2 separate regions of the Triticum aestivum genome follow, and region 1 is linked to region 2. A link is a contact called in public Hi-C data. All regions are on one chromosome and are shown on one strand. The core of a region is the stretch at or near the end of the contact, and the rest is flanking DNA. Distances in the headings are between cores, read along the strand shown. Region 1 holds the start of LOC123053283 (exocyst complex component SEC5B). Region 2 holds the start of LOC123053282 (ubiquitin carboxyl-terminal hydrolase MINDY-3).

The links. Hi-C and Micro-C count contacts between places; a contact is called where the count stands out from the background.
Region 1: a Hi-C map of leaf shows a contact between it and region 2, with 5 times the contacts expected there. The contact joins the promoter of LOC123053283 here to the promoter of LOC123053282 in region 2. A contact is called at or near these places in 2 of 5 Hi-C or Micro-C datasets (both in leaf).

Annotation. Positions count from the first base shown.
Region 1 is chr2D:382,574,875-382,580,681 of IWGSC CS RefSeq v2.1, reverse strand. It overlaps LOC123053283 (exocyst complex component SEC5B), which reads right to left and starts at 3,472. Exons shown (of 21, transcript XM_044476739.1): 1 at 3,049-3,472; 2 at 223-380. The coding sequence starts at 3,472.
Region 2 is chr2D:382,272,106-382,277,776 of IWGSC CS RefSeq v2.1, reverse strand. LOC123053282 (ubiquitin carboxyl-terminal hydrolase MINDY-3) reads left to right here and starts at 3,104. Exons shown (of 7, transcript XM_044476738.1): 1 at 3,104-3,899. The coding sequence starts at 3,376.

The DNA.
Region 1 (5,807 bases), core at 2,223-4,722, 300 kb before region 2:
AGCAGCAGGATACTCATCAAAAATTCACACAAGGCATTCATAGAATATACGTGAAGCCCAAGGTGCACCTTTTGGTGCAAGGGATGCACTAGTAGGTGAGAACTGAGCATGAACTGGACTTATTTCTTTTACAAAATATTTTCCAGGTGTAATATGATTGGAGCACTAGAAACAGAACACGGCTTTAATTGATCATAAATGTTTGATGACCCAGATAGTTACCCAAGGCCTAATGGATCCAAAACCTCCACGCCTTTAGGTAAAGTCTGTACACTTGTGAGCGCCTTTCGAGCTGCTGCTGCTGCTGCCGCTTTCTGATCAAGTGCTTGAACGCTAGGCGCTGCTCTTGCTTCACGCATTTCCCGAACCCTGCGAGCAAGCTGGCCGAAGCAAAGGCGGATGAGCGTTAGGCCTTTTCTGCATGAGTATGGAAACAAAGAAGTGCAATATAGCATGTGAAATGAAACTTCATGTTCAAGGCATTTGGTAACTATTATCAAAGAATGCAGATATATGAAGATGATGTATAAGGAGACATCAAGGTTGAATGGTTGAGATTAAGGGTGTGTTTGGTTGGGCACTTCAAGTGGAATATAATGGAACGGTTCTATACTTGGAGCACATTACTGTGTTTGGTTGTGGAGGAACGGAATGCGCCGGTTCTACCAAAGGGACTATACTCCCAGATGCAGAACCGGGTGATACCTCTGAATCGGTGGAATCTACACGTTCTCGCTGGAATTAGCGACAAAAGAAAAAACATCACGGCTCACCCAGGACCTAGCCTCAGTCCCCACGATTCCCCTGCCCTCTCCCTCCCTCGAGCTAGCCAATGTAGCCGTCACGCTGATGGAGAGACTCTGTAGCTGCTGGCTCTCCGATGCTCTGCCACCTTGCGCTCCCGCCGCTTCTCTCAGGCTCCGCCGACGCGCGCCTGCCGGACTTTGTCCCGTAGTCACCCCTCCTCCGCCTCGAGCTCAGCGCTAAGGGCGCCGCGCCATAGCCGCCTCAAGTTCCTCCCTGAGAACTCATCAGGGATGCCACCGACGAGCCAGTCCTTGGACATGTCCAAGGCTTACAGCTCGTTACGTACAGTCACCAGCTGCTGCGGCGGTGAGGGGCCTGCTGGAGAGGCTGTTGCTGCTTCACCCTGTTTGCAGACGAGGGCAATGGCGGCTGAACGCCCAAGGATGGGTTGCTGCCACATGTGCTGTTCCTGCTGCTGTGTACTAGAAGGGAAGAGGGATCAAAACAGCAGCAACAGCAGCGATGACTCAGATCGCACAGCTGCATCGGAGGGCCCATGGAGCAAACAGAGACACGCGGCCCCACCAGCACAGCAGCAAGTTAAATTCTCTTGCGGCTTCGTCAACGGTGATGCCAATCTATCTTGCAGACTGAGATTTTTACGTATCACACAAGTCTTGGCTACTCAAAACAACTCATGAATTGACATGGCTAAGCGTACAGCGATATGTACTTACGTAGATTGATCTGGAACCACAGTTTCAGGTTTCTATAAAATGCTAGTTGCAACAGTTGTACAATTTGGTATTTCTTGTGTACATCGGTGCTGCATTTTTATGTGATCTTATGCAGTTATGCTGAAGTATTCAGTGCTTCATGACACAGTGCTGGATTACTTGATAAGATTAATACCCATGTTAATTCTTGGAAAGATGTACTTTTATCAGATAAGAACTACTCCCTCTGTAAAGAAATATAAGAGCATTTAGATCAATTTTTCAAGAAATATAAGAGCATTTATATTTCTTGAAAAATTGATCTAAATGCTCTTATATTTCTTTACGGAGGGAGTACTAAATTTTGGAGTACAGGATTGTATGCACAAATTTGAGAAAGAAGAGGGACAATTGTATACCCTCCATAACTATCAAGATATTTTGTTTGGATGACTAGGATTTTAAAGATCTTTTCACATCTATATGAGTGGATGACTTTTCCTTACAGATTTTGACAATATATTCTCCTGTCCTATTGTTTGTTAAAGATGCAAAGAGCTATAGTGGTGAAAAATATACATATACATATGTGAGAGGTAATCTCACCATTTCTATGCAAGGGGTGAGCTGAACCAAATCCATTCCCTTCCTCTCTCCAACCAAACACTAAAATGGAACCGTTCCATTTCACCTAATTGCTCAGAACCAAGCAAAGGAACGGAACCAACCCATTCCAGTGGAATGGAACCATGACATTCCATTCCACTTAGTTCCCCAACCAAACACACCCTAAGCTGAGTCCAGTGGATCATTTTTACATGAACATTCTACTGAGTCGGACTGCAGACACTTATGAATAATAGTCTCTCCGTCCGGAATTAGTTGACGCTCAAACAGATGTATCTAGACGTATTTCAGTGCTAGATACATCCATTTGAGCATCAAGTAATTCCGGGCGGAGGAAGAATATGTGATGTACAAGAATTCTGTGAATTTGCAGCTAGAAGAAACCCAAATGAAAGTTGTCTTATTCAGCAACCTACAGAGGAAACACTTGGCAGCAATGCGTGGCAATCGTAACCACACCGGTACAGTTGTTGTGATGAACCTAGCATTGCTTATGACACATTATCAAAGTTGTATAAGCACTGGCTATGATTATGTCAAACTCCATGTTCAGAATCCAAATCTCATGAAGATACAAGCAGGCTAAGTGGAAATGTGGAATGCGCCTCACATGATTAAACTACACCCTCGCCAAAAATGCCCCCTGTCCAAAAAGCAGGCCTACTCTGCAGTGCCACAAAACTAACACGGCGCACGACACAATTGAATTGAGCACACTCTATATAATCCAGATGGAGCTAAAACAATGTGCATGTTGAAAGCGAGGTAGCTGTACAAGCTTGACGCCAGTGGCTAAAATTTAGCAATCAAACAAGGATCCGACCCTGTTGAAATCAAGAAAATCTACCCTCTGGCTCATTTCCCTGGAAACCTCAAGAGAAGCATAATTGACCGGGTAATCAAAGCGTACGATCACCACAGACGCCAACCCCGGGATCGAGATCTCTGCAATCCGTACCTCAGCCTCGTCGACACGCTTCCAGCTCCTGGGCTCAGCGTCGTCGAGATCAGCATCGTCCCGCGACGCGGCCCTCCGAGCCCCGGCGCGGCCGCCCCCGCGGGGCGGCGGGGGCCCGCGCTCGCGGGCGGGGGCGCCGTCCTCGTCGCCGGAGGAAATGGATAGCATCTCGACCTCGGAGTCGTCGTCCTCGTCGCCGCCGCGGCTGGGCTGGCGCGCCTTGGCGCCGCCGCGGGCGTTGGCGGGCGGGCGGACGAGGTTGACGACGGGCTTGTTCGCGCCGGCCGGGCGCTGGTGGCTGAGGTCCCGGGCGGCCTGCTCCTGCAGCGCCATCTGGAGGAGCTCGTCCTCGTCGACATCGCTGTCGCTCATGGCCGGAGGCGTCGGGCCGGGGCCTGGATCTGGGGAGGAGGAGGAGGAGGAGGGAGGGGGAGTGAGAGGGAGAAATTTCGACGCCTGGTGGTGGTGGGAGATCTGCACTGCACGCACGGAAAGACGGGACGGAGTTTGCTGGACCCAACGGCGGTTCAAAGGCGGAAGTGCGGAATGGTTCGTCTCTCTCGTCCGTGCTTGGATTGGATGCGGACCCGAAGGGAACCGGCTCCGGTGGCCGTGACGTACCGGCCAGAAGCTGAGAAGGATACGGTAAGCGGTACAGCCGTACAGGCAGGCTGAGCTTGCGTGACCGCAACTCTAAAGCGTGTTTGCTTAGGATCACATAGTAGAATGTACTCCCTCGATTTACGCGTCGTGGTTTTAGTTCAACTCCAACAGTAAGTGAAGAGAGGGAGTAAGAACAACTCCAACGCAGCGACCCAAGTCCTATTCGTTTTTGTCTGTGTCTTGTTCATTTGGGTTGATCGAGCAGACGGGTTTGTTTCCTTTTTTATTTGGTCAACCGGTGCGCCCAACGATAGTGGACGCATTTTATGTCATGTCCGCCCCGATATTTCGTCAAACACGTAGCGGGCAGGGGAGCTCGCAACGGCTGGGTGCGAGGAGGCGAGGCCGACGGCTGCAGCAGCACCGGCCAGGCGCGGGCGTGAGGCGAGGCCCGCAGTCGAGCTTGAACCCCACGGCGGGGGGCAGCACGGCGAGCATGGCGCGTGTCAGCGGCCCAACATAAACTACCTCAGGCGGCAGGAACGCTGCCAAGCCAACACGGGAAGGCAGCATGGCAACAGAAAGGCATCCTTCGACCAACCAGGGACAAGGGCGTGTCACCTCCAGGCCACCTCGGATCAAGCAACCAAACCACAGGTTCGTGGGCCCAGAGTGGGTGAGCTCTACATAAGGAGCAAGGCGCGACTGGATCGGCATCCAGTTGGATCAGGAAAACGGCATGGCACGGCACGGCTCTTCTTTTGCTTTCTTCTTATCTCGCGAGAGAAAGATGAAACATGAGTGAATGTGATGGGGGCGTATTTTTAGAGGGCCTAGAGATAGTTTGTATGCGTACGTGAAAGGGGCGTAGAGGGGTGCGATGGAGAGAGATGCTCTTCGTTTCTCTTTATTATGACTAACTTTATATATAGAATAAAAATATAAAAATTCACAATGCGGAACAAAATATCATTGGATGCACCATGCAAATTAACTTTCATACTCCATATAACTTTGTAATATTGTATAGATGTAGATTTTCTAAAAATAAATTTTTGGTCACACTTTGTGTAGTTTTTATTCAAAAGGAATGTTGTATGTGAAGTAAAAGTGAAGAGAGGGTTTTTTAGATCAATGGGGCACATGATAAGATGTAACATGTGTGAATGTGTAGTTGACGTATTTGGCAAAGCTTAGAGAGGGTATGTGTGTGTATTTGAGAGAGGCATGGATAGAGGGGCCAGGGTGCTATGAGAGAGAGATAGCACGAGAAATGAGAGAGGTCTAGAGAGAGAGACGAATAGGATGTCTCGTCGAGAGATGGCCTTGAGTGTGTCTATGCAAGGGAGAAGTGGAGAGAGACATGATCAGAAATAGTGTGTGCAGTGTGTGTGTTGGTATGTGCGGGTGTAAGGAGATAGCGAGGCCTAGGGGTAGAGGGTGTGTGACAGTGTGAGGTATGGTGGGCCGAGGTGAGGCCCCTATGTCGGTTCCATCCTACGCCACATTGGTCGGCCTATGACGCAGTACACGGGGACCCATGAAGGACTACAATACCGTAAAGGACTCTGTGTTCACTGACAAAGCCTGCTAGGATTTATAACCCTAGGTCCTATGTATGTACAAGCCCGAGGCATAGTTCATCAATAGTATACACAAAATCCCTTGGTATTCATGTAGTGTACTTTGTACACACGATACTCACAAGTATGCATGACCGGGAGTACGGTATTTCTTGGATGCAACAAGGGCCCGAACTAAGGTAAACCTTTGTCTCTGATTACCATTCGTCCAACCTAACTGTAAGGGGCATCCTACTGAATGCTCTGCTGGAATCATATTCATCACATAGGAAGAGAGGTGGAGACAGTGCGTGCGAGATAGGCCTAAAGATAATGTGTGTCCGGGAGACACATAGGCAAGTATATGTATAGATAAAGGGTCGATGGAGATCGTGTGTGCGTATGCGTGTGAGAGAAAGAGTGTTTGTGACAAAGGTTGGTGAAAACAGTTGTAGATGGTTATGAGAGAGAGGGATGGTTGTCGATGGTGAAACTGGCAGACCTCAGGATAGGGGTGTTGGAAATATGTCCCTAGTGATTATTATCGTATTTCCTTGTTCATGATAAATGTTTATTATCATATTTCCTTGTTCA
Region 2 (5,671 bases), core at 1,855-4,354:
AATTGTTTATTTTGATAAAGCCAAAATAATTGTTGTAGGAACACTTATTATTTTACTAGGAATTTATTTTTGAGTCCAATGAAGTTGGTTTCAACACGGCAATGATCAAGGGAAATTATAGAATTATTCGAACATTTTAGTTTTACTGCTTGAAAATTTTATTTGTTTCACTTGATTTTTAATTCAAATTTGAATCATTTTGAAATAGAGTGAGTTTAGCAACAGTAACAGCGGTGACGTGCCCTCGCTAGTAGAGGGTTACTGTACCGTAATTATCCGGGCGTTACAACGACCACCATGACCGACCCCGTCCACACGGCCACCGCCCTCCCTGCGGGCTAGGAGCTTGTCGAGGAGCTCCGAACGCCTTCGCTACTTCGTCTGCGCTAACGAGATCAAGTCCAGCACCCCGGCATCGACGTCGCTGCCGTCTTCCTCAACCTTGGGCCACCGCGACATTGTCGTTCGATCCGCGCCGCCCCGAGCTCCCATGTCTTCCCCTAGGGCGCCATTGACACCGCCATGATCTCCTCTTGCCTTTCCCCTGTTTCCCCTCTCGTTTGCTCTCGTTAGGTATTTTGCCGTGGCCGAGAACCGCCGTCCGCCATGGCCATTGTAGGGGTAGCCACCGAGCTCCTCGGATTGACCCCGTGGCACATGCCCGCTCCTATGCACGCCCATGCCCGAGCCTGCCGCTCTTCTTCCGTGCCCGCGGGGCCACTCCCTCTCCATGCCCACGCCCGTGCTACACCGCGTCGGTCGCGCCCGCCGCCGCCACCGCACCACTGTGCCCCCGCGCGACACACACCCTGGCCGCGTGCCACACTCTCGCTGGCTGCGCTCGCCCCGTCTGCTGCCGTCTATCCCTTCGCTCGCCCCGCTGTCGCGCCCCTGCCTCGCGCCGCCTCCAGTCGTGGTCATCTTCTGCCGGCCGCCCCCTCAGCCACGCCGGCCGCATCTCTGCCCTCCACCGTCGGCTGCTTGCCTCGCCTGCTGCGTGCTGCTTCCTGCTGCTATGCGCTGCTCTACCGCTGGTACGCTGCTGTGCCATGCCCTCGACACCACCGTGGACAAATGTGGCGGAGGGATTGTTAATGGAGTACGAGAAGGAGGTGGCGGAGAAGGTGTGGAGAGGCAGGAGGTCTGGGGCGGTGTCACTTGGCTGTGGTGGAGGTGTTTATGCGAGAAGGAGCCGGAGTGGAAGGAGAGGTCACCATTGGAAAGAATCGCAAAAAAAAAAATCGGAGATCTCATTCCAAAAAATGCTAATATCGATGGAGGGGTGATTTCCTTCAATAGGTGGAAAACATAGGAAATATTGGTTGTTATCAAGGAAAGGTAAAAAATTAGGAAAGTTAGGATTTTTGAACTAATTTCTATGCAAATGAGGTTTTATTGTTTGGTAACGTGATATCAGTACCTGCCCGTTTGTGACGTGTCTGATTAGGAAAGTTTGCAAATGTTAAGAAACTATTTATTGGGAGGAAAGTTGTGACGTGTCTGTTATTTGTTTCCTAAAACACATTTCACTAATAAGAGAAATCGATTGATTTAGATAAGTTAGAAAAATTAGATTAAAATGTATTATTTGTTTTCTGAAAATCTGTTATTTGTTTCCTAAGACAAATTGAACCAATAAAAGGAATCGATTGATTTGCATAATTTAAAAGAGTTAGATCCGTGATTTGTTATACGTTAGGAAAGTTCTGGTTGTAAGTGGAGAGAAAAATAAACAGATGGACCAGGGTGGGAGGGGGTGGTGGGAGGAGAGACGAAAAAACCAGCGAAAATAAACCGCGGAGACTATTCACCAGGGTGGGAGGGGGTGGTGGGAGGAGACACAAAAAAAACCAACGAAAATAAACCACGGAGACTATTCACCAACTCGTCCATTAGAAGTATAGCTCAAAACGCTTTATTTTTCCGACAGAAGCGTGTGGCGGCGAGACATGACAACTCACTATACTACAAACTACATCGAAGAAAGTTGGCTCGAGGCACCCCCGGAGCCTTAAAGGTGTGGATCGGTGTCTCCTTGTGTCATGTGGGTGAGAATTCTCCAGTGACCATGAGCATGTGTTTTTTGAGTCGATCGAGAATGCCCAAAGCAAAGAACAATAAGGTAGAGAGACACATGGCAAGGGAAAAAGATAATAGGAATAACATGAAACAAATTGAGTACTATTCATGCAAGCATGTTACTTAGAATATCAACATTTTTGTGATACCGGTCACGTATACTAATCTCTATAAGTTTGAGCCAACGTCACATAATAATACTAGGAGAGCTAGACAAAGATTGGTTCTCTCTGGGGGTGGGGGGGGGGGGGGGGGTGGGGGGTTTGCAAAAGCTCTAACTTTTAATGTAAAACTCATATAAAAGAATTTTCTTCACTAAATTTGTCAAGATTGGGATGGAGTGGGTGCGGGGCTGCAGCCTCAAGTTTGCTTCAACAAAATTTCTCTCGTCTTAGCACATTTTTGCATCTCAACTCGTACTTTACACTATGAAGTGCTAGAACTATTATAGTACAAATCGTATTACTACAAGCGACCCACTAATAATTTGTTGAAAATATATTGATTCTAAAAATATGAACATCGGTGAACCAACTTGTGATTGAATGGTTAGAGGGACAGTGGTATCCCGAGCCCACCAGGGTTAAGTTCTGGTGCTCACATTTATTTCTGAATTTATTTCAGTATTTCCGGCGATGCAAGAATGGAAACCTGAAATGGAACTCGGAAACATAGTTTTATGGTCGTAAGAAGCAAGAATGTGTCTATTCCAAAATAAAAAGAACAACAATTAAATGTTATGGTATACATAGAATTCCGTGAGATTACGAAAATTCTTCCATCGAAGGGCCGAAAACGCATTCGACTTGAGGGTAGACCAATGATGAAGGCGGATCTCATGCCGCACTGTCCAAACTCCAAAGCAGGGGAAGCCAAAGCTACCGTACCGTCCAACCAGTCACCAGGAATCATCTGCCGCCAGTCCATGACAGCTGGGCCACGATCTATCTTGGCCCCACAAGTCATCGGTTGTTCAGCCAAACCACGCGCCCGAGCCGCAAGTGTGCAGCGCACCGAACAGCCACCGGGAGAACACTTCCGTTTCTGACACACCCCACCACCCCCCGTCGCATCGCCGTCGCGACGGCGCTCCTACAAATACACCGACCATGTCGGCCTCCTGACCCGCCGCCATCCCGGATCCCGATGCCCCAGGCCCGAATTCCAACAACTACCGCCCGCTCCACTTCGTCCCTAGCTCGAAGCCTACGACCGGGGGCGAGGGGCCAAACCCTGCCCTAGGGTTTGGGTTTCGAGCCGGATCGATCCGGCCAGGGTTCGGCGGAGCGGCTTTCAATGGGGGATCGGGACGAGGAGGAGGAGCTCCAGATGGCGCTCCGCATGAGCCTCCACGGCTCGCCGCCGGCGCAGCCCGAGCCCAAGCGCAGCAAGCCCCCATCGCCCGCCGGGGAGTCGCCTGAGGCGGAGGCACGCCGCAAGCAGCGCGAGCTCATGGCCGCCGCCGCCGAGAAGCGCCTCCGCGCCGTCGCCCCGCCTGCCGCCGTCGCCCCGCCCGTCACCGTCGCCCCGCCCGTCACCGTCGCCCCGCCCGCCGCCGTCGTGGTGCCGCCGCCGTCCCAGCCGACGGCCGTGGTGGCGGAGCAACCTTCCGCCCCGGAGGACGTGAAGGTGGAGTCGGAATCAACCGTGGTACCTATGGAGGATGTGAAGGAGGCGGAAGTGGAGTTGGAGGTTGATGTGGGAGAGGAGGAGAAAGGGGAGGAGTTGCATCCGGAGCTCGCTGAGAAGCTCTGGCTCATGGTGTTTGGGAGTGGGGTTTCAAAGGCAGTGCTGGCGCAGTGGAGCAATCAGGGTATCAGGTGAGCTTTTGTTTGGTACTTCAGTCTCATTAATATGTGTATATGGGTGAAAAATAGAGGGATACTTTGATTTCTGGAGCACTTACCCATTCACCGAAATAGAAATCCGGCATTGATTCCAGAATAGGATATGGGATGTGATATAGGATGAGTGATATCCGGTTTTGTAACGGAACTATTCGGATAATATAATCTATGATATACGGGACAAGCTAACTTGCTCAGCCTATAGATCTTAGCCCACCGCTCATATCCGGCCCTTTTGAAGGCCTGACCCATTGCTTGTGTGGCTATCGACCTTCCTGATGCTGTACTTGTACATATTTTTCTTGGAAAGGTGCCTTTGGTAGGTTAATTTCACATTGTCTTGCACGGTACATGTCATCCAATGTCATCGTACAACAAGTGGAAACCATATATTTACGAGTTAATTTGCCTTGTTGAATTATTCATGTAGTTGCATTTTGGAAATTGTATGGTTGATTGATCTTTATATTGCCATATAAATGGTTTATGTTTTATACAGTTCTTATTTGATTAACATTAGTACCCGGTAATATTTGCATTTGTACTCATATCGGGCACGACACATGTCCAACTCTGAGTCCCACGAAAAAAATGTGGTTTAGGGTACGAAATGAGCGACATATGTCCATATCCGCTCTGATTTCACCTCCCATATCTGTAAGATAATGGCCTTTGGTGACTTCGTTGCTTTCATTGTCTAAGTAGGTTATGTTAAGTTTCTGTTCTGATGGGCATGGTGATGGGCACCTAGAAATTAGTGTTAGACATGTGTTTATGAGATTAGGGTTTAGTGTCCCACTGTCCCTGAATACTCGAGGATTGGGTGTCAATCAATGGTTCAGTGTTCTGTGAAGACAGACTGATGTGGACATATATTGTGTATTTTAGTTGTTTCTGCCAGCGAATGATAGTCATGATTCAAAGTGATCATACATGGTTATGTGTATCTTTGAGGATCGAATCATGGTAGGAGACTAAGAGAACAAGAGGTTGTCCTTGAGGTTACTTAGATTGGCATCTGGGCATCCTTAACTGTACTCATTTATACTACCTCCGTCCGGGTTTAAAGGGCCGTCCGACCAATTCTCCAGGACCAAGGCAGCGCAGCGGTACACAAAGCAGCGGGCCATACTTTGCTCCAATTAATGCGTTAATCGTTAGCCTTTCTCCAAATTCGCCAATCAGCAAGCCTGCACGCCACAAGTCTCGCGCGCAGCCGCACGGCCAGCCAACCAGCGCGCTCTCATGCCAGCTCTTTCATCCGTCCCCACGTATCCCAGAACAAATGCTTGTTAATCCGCGAATTAACACAGGGCAATAAATACCCGGCCTATAAATCTGGACTGTGTGTTGTGGCCCTCCGGCCCTTTAAACCCGGACGAGGTAGTAGTATACATATGAAACATTGCCATAGCATATATGGAGAACACAAATTTGGTAGTTAATAAATACTCCATGCATGGCAAAATGTAAGTTCCATAATTTTTTTCTTTTCTCGTGGCAGAATAGATGTGCATGGAGATGTGTTCTCTGACTTGCATTTCCTTTTTGTTTCTTGTTGTTAAGTTAAACATTGGTAGTACCTCTCCATTTTCCAACCCAATTATGAGAAACGTTCTATATATCATGGCAGTTTCAATCGCAGAAACTAGCAATTAAAGATGACATTGGTCGTGCTCTATAATTTAATATTCATGCCATACATGATACATGAGCTTCCAGTACTAGTAAATTTTCTCTTTGAG